Regions from separate parts of the Sus scrofa genome. Here all the other regions are linked to region 1. The links are chromatin contacts, called in public Hi-C and HiChIP or PLAC-seq maps. All regions are on one chromosome and are shown on one strand. Each heading gives the region's core, a stretch centred on a gene start, on an enhancer-like site or on the middle of the called end of the contact. The rest is flanking DNA. Distances are from core to core; before and after follow the strand shown. Region 1 has its middle 35 kb from the start of IQGAP2. Region 2 overlaps IQGAP2 (ras GTPase-activating-like protein IQGAP2). Region 3 overlaps IQGAP2 (ras GTPase-activating-like protein IQGAP2).

Region 1 (4,640 bases), core at 1,106-3,605:
CTCAGGCCTGTGTCTTCATCTCACCCTCCTCTGGAATGCTCTTTTCTGGAAAAGTACTCGGCTTGTTTCCTGATTTCAGCCAGGTCTCTGCTCACGTAAAACCTTAACAGAGAGGCCTTTCCGTTCCACTCCCCCTTTTCCGCCTAGTCTTGCTGCTCTCTCTCCTCTTGCATGGCCCTCATCACCACTTGACATGACATGGACCTTTTCTGCTTTTATAGATATCGTCTGTGTCCCTCTGCTGGATATATCTTACGAGAACAAAAAAGACTTGGTCTCTTTTATTGGTTTCTGTATTCTCCGGGCCTAGAAGGTGCCTCATCCATAGTAAATGTTCAGTAACTCTTGATGAATGAATGAGTGAATCAAGTGTCTGATTACATGATCATGAATGGCTTGGCATTCTGAAAATCAGTGCTGAAAACACGTGCCAGGCTGCTCAGTAGATCTTAAAAGTTTTCTGGTCATAGGTTTTTAACTTTATGGATACTCACAAGTCCTTTCCCCCCAAAAATGTATACTCACAAAGCTCAGTGTGTAATTTCTAGGGATTTTGACCTGCTGAAGCTCTTGAACTGCTGAAGGTAGAATCTTTTTTTTTTTTTTCTTTTCTTTTCTTGTTAGGGCCACACCTGCGGCACATGGAAGTTCCTGAGCTAAGGGCTGAATTGGAAGGGCTGCTGCCGGCCTACGCCACAGCCACAACAACACTGGATCCAAGCTGCCTCTGTAACTACACCCCAACTTGCGACAACACGGATCCTTAATCCACTGAGCGAGACCAGGGATTGAACTCACATCCTCATGAATATTATGTCAGGTTCTTAACCCGGTGAGCCACAACAGGAACTCCAGAAGGTGGAATCTTGACTTGAGAATTACTGCTCCATGGACTACAGTGTAACCCAGAAACCATGATCAGGCGGCCCTACAAAACAAGCTTGTTTAGCTTGGCCTATACAAGATTGACTGGCATGGGACTTTTTTAAAAAAGGTTTGAATTAGTTGCCCCTAAATCAGAAAATACAAAATTTCACAAAGGAAAATTAATCCATATTTCTCAATTCTCTCGAAGAGTCAGAAGACCTGGCAGCACTCACCCCCTCAGTCCTCACTGAAGACAAGCAACCGCAGCCCCACCTGGCAGGGACCTGTCTTCTGCAGGTGACCCCAGGCCCCATTGCTCCCTGTAGCTCCTCGGTTTTGAAGCTTCATTGGTGACTATTGATCACTGGCCCACACAGTTGTTTTTCTTAAAGCTGAGTTAAGAGGAAAGCAAAACAGACCTCTGCCTCTATTTTTCTTTCTTTTTTTTTTTTTTTTTTTTTGTCTTTTGTCCTTTTAGGGCCACACCCACGGCATATGGAGGTTTCCAGGCTAGGGGTCCAATTAGAGCTATAGCCGCCAGAGCCACAGCAACTCGGGATCCGAGCCACATCTGCGACCTACAACACAGCTCATGGCAACAGAGGATCCTTAACCCACTGAGTGAGGCCAGGGATCGAACCTGCAACCTCATGGTTCCTAGTCAGATTCGTTTCTGCTGTGCCATGACAGGAACTCCCCTCTATTTTTCTTAAGCCAAGGTCCACTTCACTTTTTTACTTTACATGCCCAGCCACTCAAGGAATTTTACTTGAGACCCCTTATCTAACTCAACCACGAAGCATACCATGGAGCAAACGAGGCTTCAGAACATTCAAGAGACCTGAACTCCTGCTTCCTAATTAATGCTCTTTCTCAGCTGAGAGAAAAGCCAAGAAACATATAGAATCAATAGAAACCATGGACACTGGCACATCTGTCAGATGCCACCAGGCTTTTCAAGGCCATCTCTGTAGACCTGCCAAGGGCACAGAGACATCCATGCGATGCTTGACTTGGTGACTGAACAAGCAAATGAATGAATCTGTTTTCCAATTATGGTTTAATCTAGGAAACATAAGCTTCACTTAAAAGCCGCTTTTCACTGACAGCTGAAGACATCATTTGATTTCTGACCACTCGTCTTTATTTTCAATGGAAGACATTCTACCATCCGAAATACGCAGTTCTTGGACTTCCCGAGTGGCTCACAACATAACTACATGGCATTGCTTCTGCAGGGGCTGTGGCTCGACCCCTGAAATACACGGTTCTGGCCCATGATGTGAGATTGGAGCCAAGCAAACCAAATAGGGATTAGACAGTCTCTGGAGGACACAAACATGTTTCATTTGTTGAATATGCTCATGTGATTTTAAACTGCAGGCTCCTTTAAATTTCCCCACAGCTCATGTTGCAAGTCATCAGAACTCATGATTTGTCGTGATTCCAAGAGATGAAAATCAGGTGACCTGAGTGGCTGGTGCTGGGAACGACCACAGAGGAACCCGTGTTTCTTCTGTCTGCCCACTGACGCTAACCAGGCTAGACGGGTGCCCTGATCCTGTTCTAAGGGTCCGTTCCTCTCGGCCTCCAGCTGAGCACTGCCTCTCTTTGGGAAGTTATGCTCTGCCAAGACCAGGAGCAATGTTGTGCCCTGTAGTCATACATGAAAGGCACTTGACCTTTTTAGGAAAGTCATTATCATTATTACAGCATAATAGCAAAAAGTGTTTCCTCCTGAATATTTATATCATCCAGCCCCAGAGGTCCCCAGCTGCCACTCTTGGTGGCCCTTGTATCTGTTTTCTTCTTTTTTAGCTAGATACATAGGCACAGAACAAATATGACATTTCCCAGCTTCCCCTGTGGACAGAAGTAGCCCTATGTCTAACTTCTAGCCAAGGGGGTGTAGGTGGAAGTGTTGCATATAATTTCCAGAAAGGTCGGACTGCCCGGAATACTGACATGATGGCTGGACCTCAAGCAGTCTTTTCGGACCATGGGGTCGAAGCCAACTTGAGGATGACAAGACAAGAGGATAGAAGGTGCTTGACTTCTTAACTGTGATAAGGTTTTCTGTCATTTTCAACAGAATGTAATGCTAGTTAAAGTAACTAAAAATGGGTCAAGACAACTGAAAGCCATTTGGGATGAGTAAGCAATTAATTATGTTTAAAAATTGGTACATAAAACCATTCTTCACCACTTCTGATGCGGCACTCTCACTTCTCCATTCATGTGACATGTGAAAATAATGTTTCCTTTTCTTTATATATAAACAAACATACACTTAATTTTTTTGTAATAATTTTTATTTATCACTCTATAACTGAGATATAGCATTATATTAGTTTTAGGTGTGTAAAATGATGATTTGATATTTGTATATATTGCAAAATGATCACCACAATAAATCTAGTTAATGTCTGTCATCATATATAGTTACAAATTTTTTTTAAGGTTTGCTCTCTTCAACTTTCAAATATGCAATATAGTATCGTTAACTAGACTCGCCATGCTATACATTACATCCTATTTATTTCACAGCTGAAAGTTTGTAACTTTTGACCCCCTTCACCCATTCCACCAGCTCCCAACTCTGGCAACTCCTAATCTGTTCTCTGTATCTGTGAGCTTAGTTGTTTATTGGTTGTTTGAGTTCTGTTTTGGTTTGTTTTAGACCCCACATATAAATGATATCATATGGTATTTATCTTTCTCCGTCTGACTTATTTCACTTAGCATAATGCCCTCAAGATCCATCTATGTTGTCACAAATGGCAAGCCACGATGGGAACTCCAAGATTTCCTTTTGATGGCTGAATAATAATAGATAGGAGTTCCCATTGTCACTCAGAGGGTTAAGAATCTGATTAGTATCCATGAGGATGCAGGTTTGATCCCTGGCCTCACACAGTGGGTTAAAGCATCCAGCGTTGCTGCAAAGCCTGTGGTGTAGATTGCAGATGCAGCTTGGATCTGGCATGGCTGTGGCTGTGGTGTAGGCTAGCGGTTAGAGCTCCGATTTGACCCCTAGCCTGGGAACTTCCATATGCCGTGGGTGTAAACAAAATAATAATAATAATTATGTATATATATACTGGAAAACACATACATATATAATATCATATATTATATATATATAAAATAATAATAATATCTAGGGTATAAGATCACAGTCCAGTTTCATTCTTTTACAACATGGCTGTCCAGTTTTCCCAGTATCATTTTCCCCAATTGTACATTCTTGGCTCCCTTGTCATAAATTAATTTATCATATATGTACGGATTTATTTCTAGGCTCTCTATTCTATCCCATTGACCTCTGTGTCTGTTTTTAGCTACCGTTTTAATGAGTATACAATTGTGATATTGTTTGAAATCAAGGAGCGTGATGCCTCCAACTTTGATCTTTTTTCTCAAAATCACTTTCACTATTTGGGATCTTTTGCAGCTCCATACAAATTTTAGGATTGCTTATTCTATTTCTGCAAAAAAATGCCATCAGGATTTTGATGGGAATTGCACAGAAGCTATAGATGGCTTCGAGTGTATGGCAATTTTTAATACGTGGTTAAAATATACATTTTTCATACTCTAAAAAAAATTCTACCCTGCTGAAATGACTTGGAAGCTGGACTTGGAAGTGGCCCAGGAGGGTCTTTGTTTACTTGTTATTTTCTGATTTTTTTTTTTTTTTGTCTTTTTGTCTTTTTGCCATTTCTTGGGCCATTCCTGTGGCATACGGAGGTTCCCAGGCTAGGGGTCAAATC
Region 2 (4,640 bases), core at 968-3,467, 180 kb after region 1:
GGATAGTTAAAATTATAGTATGGTTGCATGATGAGGTATTTTACATCCATGAACAATGATATTTGCAAATAATTTTTAATTATCCAAGAAATGCTTATATAATAAGCCAAACAATATAGAATTGTGGTATATGATTATAAATATGCATAGAAGAATAAACATACACATGCAAGGGAAGTCCACAATCTAGAGGAAATCTTGCAGGTAGGGTCCCCACGGTCTGTGTTCCCACAGAGCAGCAAATGGCTCACAGCACCCCTCAGCCAGCCTTGGCCCTTGGCCTTACCTGCCTCATTCCTGCAGGCATCTGTTCACAAGCCCTGCTAGAGTGGACTTCCTGAGGCTAAAGTTAGGCTGGATGTCTTCCAGTTTATGTTAATAATTTACATGATTAGAAGTGACTAATGCTTCTGCTCTACCTAGCTACTTAATATCTCCAAGGATGCCTCCCCACCCCCGCACACCGCCCTCCAGTGAATTCTGCAATCTCCGTTATCTATCCTTGCATGCCTCAAGCCCCTTGGGGATAGGTCCTGCCAATGGATTGGTCCCTGCTGGTTAACTGTCCCTTTACCTGAGAGTGTTTCTTCTTGTCTGCAACTCTTTGAAATTATGTTTCTAGATATGCATAAAGTACCCGCCTTTCTTGCATATGTTTTCCTCTAATTCTGAGTCGCAGCTTGTTGCTCTTGCCTCGTCGTGATCATATCAGAAAATTGGCTTTTCACCTCCACAGGGGCTCGATTTATATTTGTGTGTTATATTCTGAGATATGCTAGAATCAGGGCTCAAGACAGTTGATGTCGTGGTCTAGAAATACAGCTAGCGAAGTCTGTAGCCATTAGATTGTAAAGATGATAACCAGTCGGCTTCAGATCCTGTGATGGGCTTCTCACAGATAATCAGTACTGGAAGGTGCTAGATGAGGCTGTCTTGCTGCCATGAAAAGAAGGTGGTGTGAAACCCAAGCCAGCCCCAGAACACCCTCGCTGCATGATTTGTTATTGCACAGAGCTGGCTTATACTGTCCGTCAAGCCGTGTTTCCTGAAACCTAAGAATGCCAGGGTGTAATAGTGTTCTCTTATAGCCAGCTCCTATTGCCTAAAACCTTCGTGTGACTCCTTGTGGTTTGCAGCCTGTCTCTCTGTCTGTGTGGTCACTGATGACTGCACGGAGGTGAAACATTTAAGTGAACTTGATGGTGGTGGTAGAAGAATCTGAAGATGCATCGAGGTGGTTTAAGCTGCCTTGCCTCCCTGCCTCCACTCTCTAGGTTCCTTCTCTGACACACTCTAGGCCATTTGTCCAGGCCGTGCAGCTGGAATCCTTGTTGTTGGTCGCTCAGTTAGTCAGGATGATTTGTGCTTCCTACCAGAGAGGGGAACCCTGGCGTGTATCTCCTCCTTTTCAGAAGGTTTCTTTTCATGTCCATCACTCTTTCCCAGTCTGTCTACTTTTTCCTACCTGGACATCATATTCAGCTATAGAGTTTGAATTTTGACTTTCTTACTTCACTGAGGTTTATTCTCCGGCTGCTTCTTGTCCTTTCCCCCTAAAAGCTCCACTTGTCTGTCGCTCCCCACCCCCACTCCCACCCCCACCCCACCCCCACCCCAGGTAGATGGGACAAGATTGCTCATTATCTCTGTGGACCTGCATCCCCGCCCTGCTCTGTAAGCGTTTGCCACAGAAAAAAGTGGTCTCTATTTCAGATGTCAGTTTCAGTACAGAACAATGATGAAATTGTTAGACTAGTGAAATGGTACTTAATTATCTGGCTGGAAACTCTTACACATCACAAAGGCTTTCTTAGTGAGAAGTCACTGTGGATGGTATGTATGGTGCCCAGTGCCCGAACATGCTGTCGGGGTTGGTGCCACAGGCACTGCTTTCTAGCTGGTCTAACAGACAGTACAGGAACTGACTTGTAAGAAAAGAACCTTAGTTGAAAAAACTCCTGAACAACACCTTGTTTGATAAGGTGTAAGGGTTCTGAAGTCCCCAGGGTCTCCCTGCCTTTAGATCACCAGGGTATCTCTACTTCTCAGAGCCAAGAAGTGTAGAGACTCAAGGATGGGGCCAGTTTGACAGAGACAGCAGTCACCAGCTGCCTTTGGTCCTGGGAACATGTTCTGGGTGGCAGGGCCCTGATACATTACTAACCTACATACACATTCAGGAAAGTCCAGCCAGCACCGCAGCTGATGCTGCCATCTGGTGAGCTGCTCCTGGTTTAGCCGGGTCAACAGGATCTGGGTGGAAAGGAAACCAGTAGGAAACTCAGGTGAGAGAGGAGGACTGGGTTGGCTTGCTGGTTCTGGTATAGTTGCAGCGTTTTCTCCTTAAGCTTCTTTTGTCATGTTATAGCTACAGAATGAATGTCTGCTCAAGTAGGTGCTTTGAATTTTTTATTTGGTCATATCAAAGGCAAAGCTAGCAAATAAAAAACAAAAAAACTGCTAGAAAATTTATATCGCAAAGGGCCAACATCTCTAATATACAAAAAACTCCTAAAACCTGAGGGGCCAAATGAATAAACTATTAGATAAATGAGGAAAAGACACAAACAGGACAAAATTTTCGAGGTCCCAGAAGGAGAATACATGGTGGAAATTAGGTCTTTTTCTCACTCAGTTCCACTCCCAGATGGAGCCACTCTTGCTGGTTTATTTTGTAGCTTATAAGAGACCATTTCCGAGTAGTTACATATGGTTATTTTACTATGTTTATAATTATACACACACATTACCATTGTTATACAATTGTGTAACAAAATTGTGCATACAGCTAGCAATATGATTAAATCTTCTTTCAGTAATAATGATTTCCTGCAGTCTTTTATTTTGGCCACAGCAGAGACATGCAGAAGTTCCCGAGCCAGGAGTGAACCCGAGCCACAGCAGTGACAACACTGGATCCTTAACCGCGAGGCCACCAGGGAACTCCTCCTGCAGTCTTTTAATCTTTTGGAAAACAGAAGGAAAATTAGAACCTGGGATGGGAAAGAATGGCTGTCAAATAAAGCAACTACTGTTTGGGAGGTGGGATGTGTTCTAGAGAGGAAATGTCTTAAGGCCTGAAATTGTATCAGTTTACACTCTTCACACCATGACTGGTCCAGCTTTGAGGGCCTCGGGTACAGGGGTTGAGCAATCACACTTTTCAGGTTATGGGACACAGTCTCACTGGTCACAGGGTAGCCCGTGGTTTATGCTGGCCCCCTAAAACTTACTTCCTTTTTTCCCTAGTCCCCTCCCTCTCATAGGCGACCAGTGGGATATGTATAAAGTGTATCATTTAAGCCTGCATGTATTCTTGTAATATATCTCTTGTGTGTATGTGTGTTTAATTTGTGCACATTGTGTGTCTACCTCTGTTTCTTAGTTTTCCGCCTTAAGCTCTGCATGTTCCATCCTTATTGCTGGATGTGCGTTTGCTTTGTTGCTACCTATTCTTATGTGACAGAACTGAGATTTGGAAAACAGTGGAAGCATTTGCAGTGACGTTTACCCCAATTTTTCTTTTGTCTTAATTTTTTTTGAGCACAAACATTTCAAAAAAATTAGAGAACCATAGAATTGCACCAACCTAGTATATCAGCTTTCTAAATATTTCATATGCAGACATACCTGACATAACAAAAAGCATATGCATTTTGTATCATTGTTTATTCACTTTACTGGGTCAACATCCTTCCCTTTTGCTAAATTGTCATCGTAAATTTGTGTTTCATCTATATTATGTTCCATAACTTCACAATCTCTTTTGTGAAACAACTTTTTAGTTGCTTAGTTTTTAGCATCACTGCAATTACTATTCTCATGCATACAGTTGGTCTTTGATTATAACTTTTGTTCTTTTCTACTGTTGAGCCAGAATAGTAGGGGATTATAGAGTGAAAGAAAAAAAATTGTTCTTTGGCTTGTGATGCAGGTTGCCGCATTCTGCCTCTCGGTTCCCAGGAATGCATGCAAGTGTCTGTCCTCTGTTTAAAACATCCTTTTATTTTTAGAGTGTTATTCTTAGAGCTGTTGCCATAGGAATTGATTTATCAAGTGTCATGGTGGTCAGCAGAGAAATAAGGAACTCCAGGTTCTCTGACTTGAGAACATTGGGGAGAGCCATCTGCTACCTGTATTACGCATCCTGTCTCATCCTCCATCCCTCCTGGCAGGAGCGCTCTGCGGCTTTCATCATCGGTCCTTCTGCTCTTTGTAGTGGGGATCGACTGTAGCCAGTTGGTGTGAAGCCCTGCCTCAGCCTCGCCTGCAGAGCGTGTGAACTGTGACCTGTAAATACAGGTGTACACAGGAAAAAGGATGGTACTTGGGATGCTTCTACTAACATCCATCCATTTCCATGGAAGGACTCTGAAAAAGTGGCTGGCTGCTTAAAAAGATCCGTGTGCCAGTGACGAGGAGGAGTGGGAGTGGAGGGACGCAGGCATTTGTGAAAACATATGTTGGATTCCTTTCCTTCTCTTCTTCATGACAATGATTGATGGCATCTAGTGAGTTCCCGTTTGTCACTTCCTTGGTACAGCTGCTAGTGGAGGGTGGGGGAAATCAAGGGCTGGGCAAAGGATGCGGCCAGGGGAGGAAGGAGTTCCTGATAATGATACTGAAATGACATCTCTTAC
Region 3 (4,640 bases), core at 951-3,450, 160 kb after region 1:
CACTCCATTGCTGGGAACTGGCTAATACCGATCCAGTGACATCCAGACTGTGACTCTGGAAAAGCAGAACTGAAGGCAGTGTTGACCAGTCAGGCCCACGGGTCTGGGCATCACAGAGGCCACGATTTCTCACGCTGCTTTTCACGCCAGAACCACAAAGAATTTCTTTGTTAAGAATCAGTTAAATAAGCCAAAGGAAGAAGTGATATCATGGCCCAGTTGAATCAACTAAGAAACATTTTTATATTAAAGAAATCCTTTACCCTTATAACTGCAGTGCTCACATTCTTGTGTGTATTGAATGGAAGATTTGAAAAGAAAGTTAACAGAAATGGCGTCATTAAAGATTTAGGGGGAAGTTTTGCAATGTCAGACTCACTATTAAAAAACTGAAATAGGAGTTCCATTGTAGCTCAGTGGAATAAGAACCCCACATAATGTCCGTGAGGATGTGGGTTTGATCCCTGGCCTTGCTCAGTGGGTTAAGGATCTGACATTGCCATGAGTTGTGGTGTTAGGGTCTGGAGCTGCCGTGGCTGTGGTATAGGCTGGCATCCGCAGCTCTGATTTGACCCCTGGCGGAGGAGCTTCCAGATACTGCAGGTGTGGCCAAAGAAGAAGGAAGGAAGAGTTGAAATGTGTTATTCTTCCCTACTAATCTACTTTATGTCTGTGTGACCCAATGAAACTGTGTATATAACTTATCACCAGTGCATGCCTTGTGCCAGCAGAGTCAGCGAGGAAGCTCTCTTTTGCTCTGCCTTGTTGTCATTGAAGAATCCCACGCCTCTCCATTCTGCATGTCAGCCTGGCGTGGTGTTCAAATGCACCCCCGTGAGACTGCCGGAAAATCCGGATCTGGGGGCGAGCGGAGTCTGTCTTTGCATTTTCAAGTAGGAGAGAGATGTTACCTGATACTCAGAGAATCTTGGCGGCTAACAGCCATCTCTGGGTTAGTTTACTGTTGTTTTATAATACTGCTTTTTTGATTTAACCAGTGGTTTCACTGTTTGCTGGTGGAAATTTTTTCATGCTGGCAGGCAAATGCGAGCCACTTCGAGGCTTTCTGATAAATGGAGCACCTGTGTCATTCTTCATGTCAGCAAAATGACAAGCTGGGTGTTGGCCCATCATACTTAAAGCTAATTTGATACTAAAAATCTGGAGTCGTGCAAACATAAATATAAGTAGTACTTGATGGCAGACAGTGCATTAGCTGATTTAGTTGTTGATTCTTCCCTGATGGCTTTAAAAAAGAGTTCTGTGTGGGCAGCCTTTTTAAGATAGTCTGGGAAGAGAGAACCACAGAAGAAAAGAGTGTGAAGCAGGCTGGGTGGGGAAATAAAGAAAGAGGTAGGCTTTGGGATCAGAGCAGGGGTTCTTAGTTTTATGTATGCCAGGGGCTTCTTTAGCAGTCTGAGAAGCCTATAGAAGTCCTCTCAGAATTACGTTTTACATAAGATGAATAGGATTACAAAGGAAACCAATTGTATTGAAAATACAGTTACCAGGAGTTCCTGTCATGGCTCAGTGGTTAGCGAATCTGACTAGGAACCATGAGGTTGCGGGTTCCATCCCTGGCCTCGCTCAGTGGGTTAAGGATTCATTGTTGCCGTCAGCTGTGGTGTAGGTCACAGACGTGGCTTGCATCCCGTGTTGCTGTGTCTGTGGTGTAGGCTGGCGGCTGCAGCTCCGATTAGACCCCTAGCCTGGGAACCTCCATATGCTGCGGGTGTGGCCCTAAAACGACAAAAAACCAAAAGAAAAGAAAAGAAAATACAATTATCAAAATACTTCAGAAAAAAACTGTGTGATAGAGTAGTATGTTCTTCTTTACAAATACACAGTTCTTGTGGTGGATCTTATGACAACTCTAACTTTTAAGTTGTGATCAGCATAAATGATATTTTGAAATTGACAGCAGCCATAAAGTGATGTGAAAATATATTGAGGAAGTCAGATTCTGCCAGTAACTATGGTGGTTGGTTGCTTGCATTCAGAATTGAAGAAAAATACTGAATTTCAGGTAGAGGTAAATGAAAAGTAAAACGTAATTCTTTTCCTGCGCCAGTCCCCAGATCAGAAGCCCATAAGATCGCCACTGGTTAGAGGAACTTGGCTCGAATATCAGTTTGGCCATTTACTGGCTGTGTGACCTTGGCCAAATTAACCACACTCACTGTTTCGTCAGCTGTAAAGGAATGGGTGGTAGCTACTTTGTGGAGTGATTGGAAAGCTTCAGAAGAGCATGGAAAGATGGTCACTTGACCCATGCTGGTTCCTCTAACTGGCTTTCTTTTTACCAGCTCTATTATATTTTTATTTTTAACATTTTTTTGGTCTTTTTTTTTTTTTTTTTTTAGGGCCGAACCCCCAGCATATGGAAGTTCCCAGGCAAGGGGTTGAATCAGAACTGCAGCTGCCAGCCTACGACACAGCCACAGCAACTTGGGATATGAGCTGTGTCTTCGACCTACAGCGCAGCTCACGGCAATGCCAGAGCCTTAACTCACTGAGTGAGGCCAGGGATCAAACCTGCATCCTCATGGATACTAGTTGGGTTTGTTAATGCTGAGCCACCAGGCCCTCCTTGGCAGTTCTATTATAAAATGAACTTGGTACACCTGCTAATAGGCTCGGGTGGACTTTTCACTAAGGAAGGAAGCTAGAAACACAGATTATATTGACAGCAGAGAATTCCTTTCACCTTTAGATGTTCTTAAAAGTGATTGGCCCTTAAGGGGTGGATTTGGGTATAATATGAAGGGGAGAAAGCGTTATCACATTTGAGAAGGACACTCTTCAGGGAATGACCCTCTTGCCTTGTGATCCGAAGCCTTGGCTTGTAGAGAGCTTTTTGCTGGTTGTACAGATTTTGATTAGAAGTAGCCTTGCCCCTCAGCCCATTTGTTCCCCTGATGATTGCTTGGCTAAGGGAATGAGCATGTCTTGGCTGCTTCTGGAAGGGGATGGTGGGGAGAGTCTGCTACCTTCTTGGATCACACCTTCTGTACCTGCGGAGCCCCCCAAAGTCTGGTTACACTATCAGATTCTGGTTTCACATGTGAAGGTCTGCCTTGATTACTTGCTGTTAGGGGAAACTCAGAAGAGTGGAAACCTTGGTTTTGCGTGACTATTGCCTTAAGCAGATGTACCTCCAGGGCACCAGGGCGAGTTCTTTTTCTGGCAGCCCTCGAGCTGTTCCTTGCACAGTACCCAGCAAGCCTTCTTTTTCCCTAATGGCTTTAAAGGCAGGAGACCATAGTGTTTGACTCCTGCCTTCGGCCAGGTCCTGAGGTCTTCGAGGTAAGTCTGGTTGAGTTTCCCTGTCCCCTGGGTAATACTAACACCCCATTTAATGCCTCCTTTTCATCAAAACCAGATTTGTCGTCTCACTTATTTCCCAGTGTCTGGCCAAGATAGGGATCTTTATGAAAACAAACTGGCAGTAACTCAAGCCAGATAAGAGGGGAGAGCTTCGCCTGGGCAGAAGGAAGCTGTTAACGGGAACAGATGGAGACAGTGTCTAAACAGCTTTGAGAAGGTGTGTGCTGGCTTGTCTTGGGGGCACTTCCTGCCTCCCGAGAGCTGTTGGAATCAGGAGAACTGCAGTGACCTGAGGCCAGCCCCACCCCCTCAGGGACCCTGTATGGGTCCAGCCTTTCTGACCACTTTTTTTTTTCTTTCTTTCTTTTTAGGGCCGCACCTCTGGCATCTGAATGTTCCCAGGCTGGGGTTTGAATCGCAGCTGCAGCTGCCAGCCTACAGCACAGCCACAGCAACTGACCACAGCTTATGGTGATGCTGGATCCTTAGGCTGCTGAGCGAGGCCAGGGATTGAACCTGCATCCCCATAGAGACTACAGTGGGTTCTTAATCCACTGAGCTAATAGGGACTGCCTTCTGACCCTTGATGCCCACAGTCAGCCTCTCCTGCTTCTCTGTGGCTTTCCTTATCCCGAAGCAGGAGAGAGATATAAAGAGCAAGCTGTTACCTGGGATGATGAGAGAAACAAGATGTTGCAGTTTATAGAGAATTGGCAAATAGACTGCAGAGATGACTGACTTTCAACATTTTTTTTTTTGATTACTTAAGGACTGAAATTTATTTATTTATTTATTTTGGGTTTTGATGGGTTTTTTAATGTTACTCAATGAATTTTTCTATTTTACATTTATAGTTGTACAATGATCATCACAACCCAATTTTATAGCATTTCCATTCCAAACCCCCAGCGCATCCCCCCATCCCCCAACCTGTCTCTTTTGGAAACCGTAAGTTTTTCAAAGTCTGTGAGTCAGTATCTGTTCTGCAAAGAAGTTCATTGTGTCCTTTTTTCAGATTCCATGTGTAAGTGATAGTGTTTGATGTTGGTGTCTCGATGTCTGACTGACTTCACTTAGCAGATAATTTCTAGGTCCATCCATGTTGCTAAAAATGCTGTTATTTTGTTCATTTTAATGGCTGAGTAATATTCAATTGGGTTTATGTACCATATCTTCTTTATTAACTCTGTCAATGGACATTTAGGTTGTTTCCATGTCTTGGCTATTGAAGAGTGCTGCAATGAACATCGGAGTACATGTGTCTTTGCGAGTCGTGGTTTTCTCTGGATAGATGCCCAGGAGTGGGATTGCTG

Evidence for each region. A called contact is a pair of places that touch in the nucleus more often than the background predicts. HiChIP or PLAC-seq counts read pairs in DNA pulled down with a chosen protein or histone mark.
Region 2: a contact with region 1 is called in a Hi-C map of liver, with 2.1 times the contacts expected there. The contact joins two enhancer-like sites. A contact is called at or near these places in 2 of 47 Hi-C or Micro-C datasets (both in liver) and 1 of 2 datasets of contacts at active chromatin or transcription factors (alveolar macrophages).
Region 3: a contact with region 1 is called in an H3K27ac HiChIP or PLAC-seq map of alveolar macrophages. The contact joins two enhancer-like sites. A contact is called at or near these places in 1 of 47 Hi-C or Micro-C datasets (liver) and 1 of 2 datasets of contacts at active chromatin or transcription factors (alveolar macrophages).

Annotation. Positions count from the first base shown.
Region 1 is chr2:85,257,351-85,261,990 of Sscrofa11.1, forward strand. No RefSeq gene overlaps it. Among named protein-coding and RNA genes, the nearest start is that of IQGAP2, 35 kb to the right of the region's middle. Within about 2 kb of position 2,356, at least 6 of the 83 cell types and tissues checked have an H3K27ac peak or open chromatin away from gene starts, as enhancers often do. A contact at or near this core is called in alveolar macrophages and liver, where this site is marked.
Region 2 is chr2:85,442,489-85,447,128 of Sscrofa11.1, forward strand. The region is part of intron 2 of IQGAP2 (ras GTPase-activating-like protein IQGAP2); the gene reads left to right. Among named protein-coding and RNA genes, the nearest start is that of F2RL2, 97 kb to the right of the region's middle. Within about 2 kb of position 2,218, at least 11 of the 83 cell types and tissues checked have an H3K27ac peak or open chromatin away from gene starts, as enhancers often do. A contact at or near this core is called in alveolar macrophages and liver, where this site is marked.
Region 3 is chr2:85,418,416-85,423,055 of Sscrofa11.1, forward strand. The region is part of intron 2 of IQGAP2 (ras GTPase-activating-like protein IQGAP2); the gene reads left to right. Among named protein-coding and RNA genes, the nearest start is that of F2RL2, 120 kb to the right of the region's middle. Within about 2 kb of position 2,201, at least 1 of the 83 cell types and tissues checked has an H3K27ac peak or open chromatin away from gene starts, as enhancers often do. A contact at or near this core is called in alveolar macrophages, where this site is marked.